Regions from separate parts of the Sus scrofa genome. Here region 1 is linked to region 2. The links are chromatin contacts, called in public promoter capture Hi-C maps. All regions are on one chromosome and are shown on one strand. The core of a region is the stretch at or near the end of the contact, and the rest is flanking DNA. Distances in the headings are between cores, read along the strand shown.

Region 1 (7,026 bases), core at 3,861-6,360, 460 kb before region 2:
CATTAGCTTTCTAGGGCACAGAAAGGTAGAGTGTTAAATTGAAAATATCCAATCCAGCACAGCTCTTCATGGAGTTATGATGATTAGAGGAATTAGGATATAAAATTCAGAATTCCTATTGTGGACAGTGGAAACAAATCCACCTAGTATCCATGAGGATGCGGGTTTAATTCCTGGCCTCGCTCAGTGGGTTGGGGATCCAGTGTTGCCGTGAGGTGTGGTGTAGATTGCATATGCAGCTCAGATCTGGTGTTGCTGTGGCTGTGGTGTAGGCCAGCAGCTACAGCTCCGATTCAACCCCTAGCCTGGGAACTTCCATGTGCCATGGGTGTGGCCCTAAAAAGCAAAAAAAAAGGTATAAAATGCTTAGAGAGCTACCTAGAACCTGTTGCTGCTGCTGTTAATATTTTTTATTGCTCATATGATGTAAAAATTTGAATACATCCTCGGGACTCATGGACTCCCTGAAGTACATTTATAAACTGGGTTCAAGGACTAAGAGTCCCTACTCTGATTGAGCTCTTTTTACTGTATAGTGAACCTTCACAAAAAAGCCTTTAAATTTTTTCCCTCCAATTCAGTCCTTCCCAACCATTTTACATCATAGTATCTATAGAAAATGGCTGTATTTGTATAACACTGGGATAAAGAGATGAGGCTACCCTCATCCTGAAGCAACTGGCCCAGGGGCTCTGCCTACACCAAAGACTGAAGGGGTCAGTATCTTAGCACATCCATGCCAGGTGGAAAGTTCTGCTCAAATCTGTTATCTAACCTGCACAGTAACACCAATTTAGTTTTCCTAAAACAGTATTTCCATCACATCTTTTGCATCTAATGAACAACAGTATCCAGAATTCTTGGTCTGACATTCAATATTAATGAAAGGAGTTGGAAGAGACCTCAGAGATCACACAATTTTTTTGCTTTATTTTACAGATGAGCAAGGTGAAGCCCAGCAAAGTTAAATGACTTGTCCAAGACAATACTGACAAGGTCAAGTTTAAGTACCATCTCCTTTATGAAAGCGTTTCAGTTTACCCCGCTGAAAGTGAATGCTTTCTCCTCTAAATTCTCACAAAATTCATTCAGAAACTGTATAAGGAAAAGGAGCAGATAAAGACTGAGCATTTTCAGCCATGCTGGATGAGTTAATCAGATACTAGGATGCAGGATTTTATAACAGACTGATTTACAAAGTGGGATGCCAATTCACTGACAAATATAACAGTTAAATGGATGTACAACTTAGGATAACTAATCAATATAATCTGAAGTAGCACACTTTTAAGGACCAGATAATAAATACATGAGGTCACATACAATCTCTGTTGCATATTTCTATTCTCTTTTCTTTTTGTTGTTGGTCTATTTCATTTTTGTTTTGTTTTTACAATGCTTTGAAAATGTAAAAAATATTCTTAGTTCACCACGAATAAGGTTGCATGGATTGCATTTGGGTGGGGGCCTTAGTTTGCTGAGCCTTAATATCTGTTGCCAGAAGGAAATCTGACTTAGGAAACAAAGTAGGTTATTAGAAGGCTGTTTGGTGAATAAAACAGAGTAAAAGGAGTTCGATTTCTGACAGGTTATCAATATCCTGTGAATGTCTACTCTGTGCCAGGTCCTATCCTTGGTCTTGGAGCCATGGTAGTGAATAAGCGATGCAATTACAGTTCTCAAGGTGATGGGGGAGTGGGTGTGTGATGAGAGATGATTGAAACATTTTAAACAGGGTAGTTTCATTATGATTCTGACTGCTATGAGGAAGCAAGACTGAGGCGGGACAAGAAAAGAAGAGGAGATACTGCCGAGAACCTTATTACAGTGGTCCAAGGAAGAGACGACTAATTCAGACCTAGGCTGCAGTGGGGGAAGTGATGGGAAGGATGGTTAGATTTGGGATATATTTTGGAGATAGATCCAACCAGATTTATCAGTGAATCAGATGAGAACACAACCAGGATGAGAGTGCTGGCACTTGCTGATTTTGAGGGAGGACAGAAAAACATAAAAGTGGGGGATACATGGCCAAGAAGAAGGCTGATCTTGGGATGAGGTCAGGGGCAGTGGGAAAGTGAACTCACCTGGGAAAAGTATTAGGACTGTCTGGCATCTTTGAGTGTCATTTGAGATAAAGGGTCATCAAGTGGCATTTTTAGTGGGTTCTTAATGAATAGTACCTAATGTAACTTAACTGAAAATTTATCTTTTGTATAAATGGATCTTTTCCCTTTATTTTATTTTATTGCATTTTTTAGCGCCGCACCTGCGGCATATGGACGTTCCCAGGCTAGGGGTCAAATCGGAGAAGCAGCTGTCAGCCTACGCCATAGCTATAGCTATAGCGACATGGGATCTGAGCTGCCGTGTCTGCAACCTACACCACAGTTCATGGCAATGCTGGAACCTTAATCCACTGAGCAGGGCCAGGAATTGAACCTGCCTCCTCATGAATACTAGTTCATTACCGCTGAGGCACGACAGGAAATCCCTTTATTTTAAATTATACAAATAAATGTTATTGGATACCACAAAAATACATTAACATACCTATAAGTTATAAAGCATATTTAAATGTACATCCACTCTATCTGAATTATACCTTTACCAATAATTTATTTACCTTTGTTCTTTCTAATCCCATCTCCCTTAACACTCCTCTCCCCCACCAATCCATATCCTGAATTTTATGCTTACCATTTTCTTACCTTAAAACAATATATGTATTTTTTTGCCTAAACAATTTTAGTTTTCCTTATACTTGAACTTTATAAAATAGTATCGGGGCCTTGAGTTTTTTAAATTAACCATTACATTTCCAAAATATATCCATGTTATTACGTGTGTTCATTCATTTACACTGCTTAATTGTGTGGCTATACAATAATTTAGTTATCCATTTTCCTATATAAAACATTTGGTTTGTTCCCACTTTTTTGCTATTATTAAAATTGTTGCTGTGAATATTCTTTTATAGTTTCTTGGCACACAAATGCAAAAGTTTCCCAAATGTACATAGTTAGGAGTGAAAATTGCTGGATAATAAGGTGTGTATGTTGACCTTTAGAGGATTTTGCCATATTGCTTTTCTAAGTGGCTGTACCAATTTACACTCAAGGCAGTAATGTTTAAGAATTCCCATTGATGAACATACTCTCCAGAATTTGGTACTGCCAGACTTCTTAATTGTGTCAATTTGCCGAATGACAAACAGCATCTCATTGTAGTCTTTTTTGCATTTCTCAGATTAATAATGACACAGAGCATCTTTTCATATTCTTATCCGTCATAGCACTTTCTCTTTCACATCGGTATTTATCTAACTTTTCAATCAACCATTATAATCTTCTGCCATTTACATTTCCTCCTGAAATACACATTACTTTCAACGGTTACAGATTATTTAACATTTGCCACATTTACATCTAACATTTTCCCTTTTAGGGCACTTATGGCATACCAATAAAGTCTAATTAGTAATGCATTTATAAGTCACATATTGGGTGGCTTTGGGGCAGTTTTCAACATATGAATCCTCATCAGATTAAGAGTTCTGGTCCTATCATTAATGAAGATGTAGCCTTATCATTAGTTTAGACCTTTATTCTTACAAGCTGAATCTCCTCTACTGAAGTTGATGACATACAGAAGGTGGGATCATATCCACTCATCTTTATTTTATTTTATTTTCGTCCCATCTGCACCCATGGAAGTTCCCAGGACCAGGGACTGAACCCCTGCCACAGGAGCAATTCAAGCCGCTGCAGCAACAACAGCGAGATCCTTAATCCGTTGGGCCACAAGGGAACTCCTCCATAGTAGGATATGAAGTTCTCTTGTGGCCCAGCAGATTAAGGATCCCGCTGTTTTTTTATTTACTTTTTCCTTTTTACTTCTGCACATATGGAATTTCCAAGGCTAGGGGCTGAATCGAGCTGCAGCTGCCAGCCTACCCAACAGACACAGATCCAGCTTGATGTAAGGTGGGACCCTTAACCCACTGAGAGAGGCCAGGGCTTAACCGGCATACTCATGGATATTATTGGGGAATCCGATGAGCCTCATTTTTTTTTTTTTAAGGGCTGCAGTGTGGCATATGTAAGTTCCCAAGCTAGGGTTCAGATCAGATTTACAGTTGCCAGCCTATGCCACAGCCACAGAAACGCCAGATCCGACAGCTCAGGCAACGCTGGATCCTTAACCCACTGAGTGGGGCCAGGGATCTGACTCGAACCATCATGGACATGAGCCCGGTTCACTTCCATGAGCCAAAAGGGGTACTCCCCCCTACTCATTCTTAAACCAGTATTCCAAGCATCGTGTATTCAATACATTTTTGTATGACTTTCACCTCAGTGTACCAATGCTGTCCTGAAAAGTACCGTCTACATACTTACTTTACAGCTGGCCCTACCACTCGGCACCAAGCGTGCTTTCTCTGCCCATCTCTGCCATTTCAAGTAGTGAGACAAGAACTGTAGGTCTCTTACTTACCTCTACTTGGGCAGAAAAGAGCTCCCTTATTATTCGTTTCACAATGACGGGACGGGGAGCAACAGAAGGGGAGGGGGTGGGGAAGTCATCAACTTGTAAAGTTAGGGACTTCTTGGGTGCGACTGTGGGCACGCCCTTCTGGACAAGTCGACATTTTCTTCACTCATATCGTTTGAAAAAAGCATTACCTTTATCTACAACAAAGGTCCAAAATTCATGGTCATGAGTTGTGCACATTTCCTAAAAGCAAACAATACAAACACACGGATGTCCCAATACCCACACACCAACGAAAACACATCCACGTGCTCCGGCCTTCTCCCGCGCCTCAACTTCTTTGAAACCTAACTGAGAAAAATTATCTTAGCATTCCGTCTCACACTTTCGACAATATCCATTCAGCAAAAATAAAATTTAAACAGAAAGTTCTAAAAGAAGCATTTAAACGGATGATAAAACTTCCTTTGTTTACATACCTTCTTTTCTTTTTGCTTTTGTGGGAGGGGGGTTATTTTGAGTCTCCAGACTGAACCCGCCCATGAGCACAAGTAGAAACTGCGACGAGTTGGGCGCAGCTGCTGAGGAGGCGGGGCGGAGGTTGTGACGTCATCGCCGCGGGGCGGAGGCGACGGTGCCTGAGGAGAGACTCCGCGTGCTGCAACGCCGGCTGCCTGCCTCTGAGGCGGCGTGAGTCCCAACCAGCAGCTGCTTTTCGCTAGTGGTCCTTCCACGTTGAGTTCTGCGTGAAGATGGCAGACGATCTTGGAGATGAGTGGTGGGAGAACCAGCCAGCAAGAGCAGCCAGCAGCCCAGGTACCCACTGTGCCCGCGTTGCTGCGGGGCCTCCCCCACCCCCCAGCCCTTCTTTGCACTTCAGCCCCCGCCAGCCTCTGGCGGTCGCCGGGTTCTGCCCCGCCGAGGTGCGCACCGCTGAGGGAACACCCTATCGTCACGGAGCAAGTGGTGTGGGAGATTTACTAACACGTGAGACAGACAAGTGTGACAGTAACTCAGACCTGCCTTCCATTTGGGAAAAAACCCTTCCCAAGCAGCTTTTGCTTTTCGTTTTCCTGTTTCTTAATAGATATGACAGTTTTCGCGGAGACAGGGAGTTTAGGCTTAGTGGTTAAGGGTTAATTCCTAGATTAGGTCCAATTTGCTTATGTTCACATCGCGACTCCAGGCCTCTAATACTATTTCGCTTCCTTTTCTTCATCTGTAAAATAAGGATAATAATGGTAATTGCGTAAGATTGTTGCGAAGTTTAAATGAAGATAATACAAATGGTGCACTTTGGCACCATTTGTACGAGGTAAATAAAAACTTTACTTTTTCTTGCTATCATCATCATGTAATTTGGATTATTTGGCCTAAAGGAGACTTAGAGATTCACTTGGACTCTCCCAGTTGAGAGATAAGGAACGTGAAACCTAAAGATGTCAAGTAACCTGACAAGATCCTAAAGCTAGTTGGTGTCAGAAACAAGACTAGAATTCAGTTGATACAATTTGGACAATGTTTATTATTCTATGTGTACTGGCTGCCAATTCAGTGAACATTTTATCCTTGAGTCACCTTAAGTAACTCCTCACCACAGGCTGGCCTTGAACTTTCAAGTCCCATGGCTTAATGTACAGTTTTTGTTTTTTAAATCATCCTTCAAAGTTGGCCTCTTTCCTTATTAGATTATAATATTTATTAGAACAAAGCAAAAACCTGATCATGTCTGTAAAGTCCACAGGACTGTGCACATGATTGACAGTTGATACATATTTGCTGCAAACGTTAGTCTTGAAATATGAGTTGAGAAATATCCATTAAAGACAAAATTCTGCTACAGCATTGTTTCCAGAAGGGCAGGCTTCAGGTACAGACTAAGCAAATGTCTTTTTTTTAAATGTTGCCAGTGTGATACTTCCTTGATTAAACTTCCTCTTTGTTGCTCTGTTTCTAGCAAATGTATGCTTCTTCTTGAAGGTACAAATGCCTTTCTTTTAAGGCTGTGGTATTTCACTTTTACTTTAATAACCTCTGCCCCCTGTAACTAAGGTGTTAAAAGCTGTATTTTATGGTATGATTCAAGGATAGAGGCCAATTAAGAAATAGTTGAGAAGTTCCTGTCGTGGCTCAGTGATTAATGAGTCCAACTAGGAACCCTGAGGTTTCGGGTTTGATCCCTGGCCTTGCTCAGTGGGTTAAGGATCCAGCGTTGCCGTGAGCTGTGTTGTAGGTTGCAGACTTGGATCAGATCCCAAATTGCCGTGGCTGTGGCGTTGGCTCCCATTGGACCTCTAGCCTGGTAACCTCCATATGCTGCAGGTGCAGCCCTAGAAAAGACCAAAAAAAAAAGAAAGAAAGAAAGAAATAGTTGAATTCCCTTTGAGTGGTGAAGGGGATCGTGATTCTTGGTCCTAGTTCTGTTTCTTGCCCCTCACCACCTATATGTCTCTAAAGTTAGTCACCCTTTGGGTAGAAGAAAATGAACATATATTGAGTATGTACAATGTGTCAGATGTTTTCTTAAATATG
Region 2 (7,045 bases), core at 3,930-6,429:
TTAAACCCCTAGCCTGGGAACCTCCATGTGCTGCAGATATGGCCCTGGAAAAGACAAAAAAATAAATAAATAAAAAATAAAAAATAAATGAAATAAAAAAGGGTAATAAAGGAATGCCAAGATTAAAAATACATAAATAAAAAACAAAACAAAAGAAACTGGAGGTCCCATTGTGGCTCAGTATCCAGGAGGTGGCAGGTTCGATCCCTGGCCCCACCCGTGGGTTAAACATCTGGGTGGGGCTATGGTGTAGGTCGCAGATGCAGCTTGGATCTGGTGTTGCTGTGGCTGTGGCATAGACTGGCAGCTGTAGCTCTGTTTCGACCCCTAGCCTGGGAATCTCCATGTGCTGTGTGTGCAGACCTATATTAAAAACAAAAACACCAACAACCAAGAAACTTTGGGAGTTCCCACTGTGGCACAGTGGGTTAATGAGCTGGCTTTTCTCTGTGACATTGCTGGTTCTGTCCTCCCCCTGGCTCAGTGGATTAAGGATCCAGCATTGCCACAGATGTGGTGTAGGCTGCAAATGTGGCTTGGTTTTGATCTTTGGCCCAGGAACTTCCATATACCATCGGTGCAGCCTAAAACAAAAACAAAACAAAAAAACAAAGCCAAGAAACTTTAATTTTCCCTTTATAAAAATGCAATTTGATTTTATCCAAGGATAACATGAAATAATACTACACCTCCTTATTTAGGCGTGGGAATAAAAATAACTGCAGAAGTGCAGGCATATAACCCATCATATGTGAATGATAGGATGCACCTTCTTGAAGACACATCTTGGAATGGCTGCATTGTGCACAGATCCAGATGGTCACCACTATTAGCATCACCTTAGCACAGCACTAGGTCTATGGAAAAAAAAAGATTCTGACTCCTCCTGCTCCAGAAAGATATAAAGATACATAAAAGCAGAGAGAGCTCCTAGTATCATTAATAAAAATCTTATAATTAGAAGAAAAAAGTAATGTAAAAACATACAGGGAGATGATTTCATAATGAAATCTTCTTTAGCACTTTTTAAATTATTTTTTTATTTTTTGGTTGTACCTGTGGCATGCAGAACTTCCCAGGCCAGGGATCAAACCTGTGCCATGGCAGTAACCAGAGCCACAGCACTGACAATGCCAGATCCTTAACCCACTGAGCCACCAGGGAACTCACAAGTGTTTTCTTTTTTTAAAAAGCAGGGATTCACTAATAGAATTTAACAAATTCACTTGTAATCCTATGCTTATATTGTTTTTAAGCTCATAACAATCCAGGTAAATGGCACGACTTTAAAAGTTTTTTTTAAAGCACAGAAATACTCAGAAAGTTACACCCATAAAAACTTGTAAGCAGTTAGAAATAATGTGTAATATCCTTGTCATCTCAGGAATTGAGGTGTGTTGGGGAAAATGCGGACAAACAAGAAGGACTTATCAGGAAACTCATCAATCAGGGGGTCTGCACTAATTCAGTAGCCTGGAGATCAACAAACTGGTATGGTGTTTGTCCTTTCAGAGAACAAGGCAAGGTGAAGGGGCGGAGTGGATGACCCCTATCCAGAGGAAGAGAAAAAGGAGAAAGGGCTTATCAGGACTCAACAACCATTGAGATCTGCAGTAACTCCGATGTCAACAAGCCAAACATAAGCAAACACTGCAGAGTTAGCCAGTGGAACCTGTTCAAGAAAGAGGAACCAGGAGTTCCCATTGTGGTTCAGTGGTTAATGAATCCGACTAGGATCCTTGAGGATGCAGGTTTGATCCCTGGCCTTGCTCAGTGGGTTCTGAATCCTGCGTTGCTGTGGCTGTGGTGTAGACTGGCAGCTGTAGCTCCGATTCAACCTCTAGCCTGGGAACTTCCATATGCTGCATGTGCGACCCTGAAAAGACAAAAGACCAAAACAAACAAACAAACAAAACCAAAAAACACGAGAGGAAAAAGTATGTATACATGTATGTGTAACTTGGTCCCCATGCTGTACGGAGGAAAAAATAAATAAATAAAAATAATAAAAATTAAAAAAAAAGAGGCACCTCATACTGAGTTTTGAGGACTTCACCTAACAACCAGATTCCTTGAATTCCCACTGGAGAAGGAGGATGTCATCTTGGTGAATATCATGACTTCAGAGTGAATATTCAGTATGACATAGAATGGTTTGATGTGTAAGGAACAGATGATATAAATACTCCAGAAGATATCATCACTAAACAATTTCAATTGAAATCTTGTCCCTAAGGGGTATATATCAATTTCAGAGTGACCCTATCTAAGAATGGCTACATAATTTGTGTGTGGGGGGGTTGTGCAAAAAAAATGAGGGGCTGTTCCAAAATTACTAAGAAATTTCAAGACAGCAATAGCAGAGCACTAAACCAAGTTCAGGGCCCTTTTTAAGCACGGTATCTTGTGTTGTTCCACAGGTTGCAAGCCATATGGAGCTGACCCTGTCCCTACTAAAGAGAATGAAAGTCGGAAGGTTCTACTTTACTTCTGGAAAAGGAAGAACTGCTTGAAAATGTCAAGTAATATATTTTTAATGGAATAATATTTTTACCACATGGAGTATAAAGCAGTCACTGGTTTAATTACACTTTGAATGAATTACAATTGAGGGTTAGAATCACCTTAACCAATGAACAACTGCTTGTCATGTCACTGACTTAATAGTTTGTTTTTGTTTTTTTGTCTTTTTGTCTTTTTCAGGGCTGCACCCACGGCATATGGAGGTTCCCAGGCTAGGGGTCTAATCGGACTGTAGCCACAGGCCTACTCCACAGCCACAGCAACGCCAGATCCGAGCTAAATCTGCAACCTACACCACAGCTCACGGCAATGCTGGATCCTTAACCCATTGAGCGAGGCCAGGGATCGAACTCGAAACCTCATGGTTCCTAGTTGGATTTGTTTCCGCTGCGCCACGACGGGAACTCCTGACTTAATAGTTTTAAAAACCATTTTAGAAAAGCTTCTGAAAACCCACTGACAGCAACTGAAGGGATCCAGCAGAGGTCCTGAATATCAGGATGGTAATTTGACCTAGATTCATGCCTTTTATTCTTTTTGAAGCTGTCATCTGAACTCTCATTCCATGTTAAAAGAAATTTTCCCCGGAGAGGGCTTGAACATCATGCAGAGATCCTGGGCTCAGAAGTGGGTGTGATAATGTGGCTCTGTATTATCTCCCCTTTGGAAGAGAATGAACATACTTTTGGTTGTAAATGAAAGAGCTGTACTATGCTTTGTGCTTATTTAGTCAAATAGTTTTTAAAATTATGAAACATTTTAGATTCCAAAGTGTTGACTCTATAAATACTGAACATACATAGCCACTTCTCAGCTCTTTAGAAACACAATATTAAAAACGTAATTGAAGCCATTTCCTCCCCTCCCACAGATGTAATTGTGAGAACTGCAGAACTTTCCAGCACATAACAACTCTGTCCGAACCCGTGCACTGAGACTTGATCAAATTCTAGCATGGTTTTTAGCAACTTAAGGCTGTGTCCCTAAAATGACCCTAGTCCCTACTGAATCTCATTAAAGACCTGATTGAGAAAGCTCATTGTCTGCTTGGAGAATTTACTGTTTGACCTAGCCAACACCTGATGAAAAATACTGACCTCTCCTGGTGTGTTTACTAGGAAGAGCTTGCAATTGTGAATATGTATCTTGAACTTAGAAGTGTCCTTCTCAAGGACCTGAGAGCTATTCCTTTGAAATGTATTCAATCATCAGGAAGGACAGGATCTCTGCCTCCCAGTTTCTGTGGGAGGGAAAAATCCTAAACTCAAAAATTGCCAGCTAGCAGATACAGCTGGCCTAGACACAATTACACTGACCAAGGCTTTGTCATTTTTCACTTATCTAACTCTAATGAGTCCCGATCTCCCTGCTGGCTCATTCTCCCTTTAAAACCCCTAATCATCTCTGAACAAATCAGGATGGAGCTCAGTCCTTTCCCCTACTGTCAAACTGTTTTGCTGCTTTAACTAATGTCTGGCTGTGTTTATCCTTGAGAACTGCCCTTCCGATTTTTCTAATATATCATTCTGGTGCATTTCTAAAAAGCATATATGCATCTATTAATAAATACATTGTGCTGCCCTTTTTTTTTTTTTAAGGGCTGCACCCCAGGCATGTGGAAATTCCCAGGCTAGGAGCCAATCAGAGCTGTAGCCTCTGGCCTACACCACAGCCACAGCAACACCAGATCTGAGCCATGTCTACTACCTACACCACAGCTCATGGCAGCACCAGATCCTTAATCCACTGAGCAAGGCCAGGGATTGAACTCACTTCCTCATGGATACCAGTGGGGTTGGTTACCACTGAGCCACAGTAGGAACTCCCATGTTGCCTATTTTTAACACCCAATATGACACTGTACTTTATCTGCCCTTCTGCAGTCTGTTCTGTTCTTTTAACATCATATTTTCCAGATTATCTATATTGATACATGTGGCTCTATTTCAAGAGCATTGGGTCCAGGATTTGCAAAAGCATCTCCCTAGGTCCAACCTCCTGAACTCATGTCTACTGTTAGGCCCAGGGGTGGTCAAGAGGAAACAAAGAGCTGGTGCTTTGGTGGTGATGGTGTGGACTGAGCTTGGATGTGGAGGCCGTGGTGTCCTCTCATTTGGAGTGAAGGGGGAAGTGGCGCGGGAAGAGAAGAAACGTGGCAGTGATCCCTGCCTGCAACTCCACAGAGTTCCGGAATTCTAAATTTGGACTTGATCTTCCATATTAGAAAGGTATGTTTACAAAGGTGGGCGGCTGGAGCAGATTTCCTTTACTGTTTAGCGCTTTTTTTTTTTTTTTTTTTTTAATACGACTTCTATTCAGACATCAAGTATGTGGTCACCATTTGTACGTGTGACCGTACCCCACAAAGAGGGGTGGTTGTGACTTTTCCTCACATCCCACTCTCTCCTCAAACACAACTGTTACTCTAGGAAATAGTTCATATATGACTCTCCTATCTCCACCGTCCCTGTGGACTTCTCACCTCGCCTCCTCTCCCCACTCTCTAGGCCTCTCAAATCTGACTTCAAGTAGGACGCCAAGACGGAACGAAGACGCTAACTGGACGCCAAGAAGCGACGCTCACAAGGCCTCCTACTGGGGCGCAGGCCCTCACCAAGCCCCGCCCACTGCGCACGGCCCAGGCCCTGCGGCATCCTGGGACACGTAGTCTTTGGCGGGGCAGCACCTCACCGAGTCTCCTCCTCCAAGCTGCCTTTCGCCCTCGGGACGTCGTGACGTTGAGTTCCTCCAGTCTTCCTTTCCCTCATCCAGAAGCTCAGTCCCAGACTTCCGAGGCCCTTTTGCGACATTGGGTTTCAGTCGGTCTCGGCGCCGGGTCCACTTTTCGGCAAAGTGACGTGGACGTCAATAGCAATGGCGGAAGGAGAAGAGGTCCCGCCACCGCCAACGTCGAGCGGCGACGGCTGGTGAGTGAAAGCCCTGGGCTGGTTCGCACTGCCCCTCTATTCTTCCTTGTCACCACCTTGCCGGTCCCCGAGGAACCAGCAGGCGCCGGTATGGAACGGGAAGACCAGTCCTGCGAGTCCGGCGCCCTGCCCCGCCCCCTCTGCCCGCCGGGTCCCCTCTGGCAGTCCTGTCGTGCCCAGGGGTCTCAGGCCGGACTCGTAGGGAGGGGAGTGTCGTCCAGGAGCTGGGCCTCACTTCAGCCTTCCATTTTCATCCACCGCTTTCCAAAACATGTTGGAGATATGTGGCTTCAGGGCTTGGTTTGGCCGTAGTTCCTGCCTCCGAAGAGTTACATTAGGCTGGTTAGGAGAGAAGTTTAGCGTATGGAGATCTGAGGCACCTGAATACTTGAAGAAAAGACCACTTGAAATTGCTAACCCGACCTTTGCCCGAGGGTTCAGAGGTTGAGAAATACACCTAGGGAGGATCCCTCATACATAATTGAGGTATTTTTTGTCCTAGTTTTTATTTCTCATTTTACGTTCCAGTAGTTTCTATCTTCTCTTTCACACAAGTTTTTTCCCTTCCTACCACTTTCCCTACAGCTCGATTTCAGAGCTTGGGTTGCGATGTAGGACATCGCTCTTGCTCCGCCCAGGCCTTTTCATGCTTACCCGATTTATACTGGGGGTTGTGATGAGGACCTCCAGCAATTTTTTTTTCTTTTTTTTTTTTTCTTTTTGCCATTTTTTGGGGCCGCTCCCGCGGCATATGGAGGTTCCCAGGCTAGGGGTTGAATCGGAGCTGTAGCCACCGGCCTACATCAGAGCCACAGCAACGTGGGATCCAAGCCACGTCTGCGACCTACACCACAGCTCATGGCAACGCCGGATCCTTAACCCACTGAGCAAGGCCAGGGATCGAACCCTCAACCTCATGGTTCCTAGTTGGATTTGTTAACCGCTGAGCCACGACGGGAACTCCGTCCAGCAATTTTTTGGTAGACTTTAGTCACAGAGTGTCGTTAATCTCTGGAAAAGTCTGCTACTTTTGAAATCTTCCCAAAACACTTTTAAAGCTAACGTCATTTTAAAAAAGCAAAACCTTTAGAAGCTTGTCGAGTTTTTACTTACTTAAAATGGATTTAAGTGTATTGACAGCATGTATTAGATAGTTTTAGATTTGCTTGCTTCTATTATACATATACAGCTCACTGGCACTCTCTCTGCCTAAAAATAATCCTGGACATTTGTAAAAGAAGTGTAAGTCATTGAGAGGGATAGATATTGTAATAATTGAGAAATTCACCTCTCATTTGGCAGATAGCAAGCATCGCCTTAGTACATGCACTCTCCAAGGTGGATGAAAACTTATAGTTAGGTATAGTTAGATATAGTTTATTTTCTAAGTTTGCTTATCTTGGAGTTAAGGAGCTGTAACAGATACACTTGCTAAGGAGGTAGAATTGTTTGGGTTCTTTGGAAATGTGAATGAAAATATTATGAGTGTTCAGGGAGACAGAAACCAAGTCGACTTGTAGTTCTTGGGGTAAACTTCATGAGGCAGACATGTTTGAATTAGGCCTTGAAAAAATGAGTAGGATTTAGGCCAGCAC

What was found. Promoter capture Hi-C pulls out the DNA fragments that hold promoters and counts their contacts.
Region 1: a promoter capture Hi-C map of fetal liver shows a contact between it and region 2, with 4 times the contacts expected there. The contact joins the promoter of CMSS1 here to the promoter of TBC1D23 in region 2. A contact is called at or near these places in 3 of 5 promoter capture datasets (fetal liver, liver and skeletal muscle), 1 of 47 Hi-C or Micro-C datasets (blood) and 2 of 2 datasets of contacts at active chromatin or transcription factors (alveolar macrophages and skeletal muscle).

The regions. Positions count from the first base shown.
Region 1 is chr13:159,190,210-159,197,235 of Sscrofa11.1, reverse strand. It overlaps CMSS1 (protein CMSS1), which reads left to right and starts at 5,110. Exons shown (of 10, transcript XM_021071314.1): 1 at 5,110-5,310. The coding sequence starts at 5,247.
Region 2 is chr13:158,727,419-158,734,463 of Sscrofa11.1, reverse strand. TBC1D23 (TBC1 domain family member 23) reads left to right here and starts at 5,179. Exons shown (of 19, transcript XM_021071307.1): 1 at 5,179-5,450. The coding sequence starts at 5,398.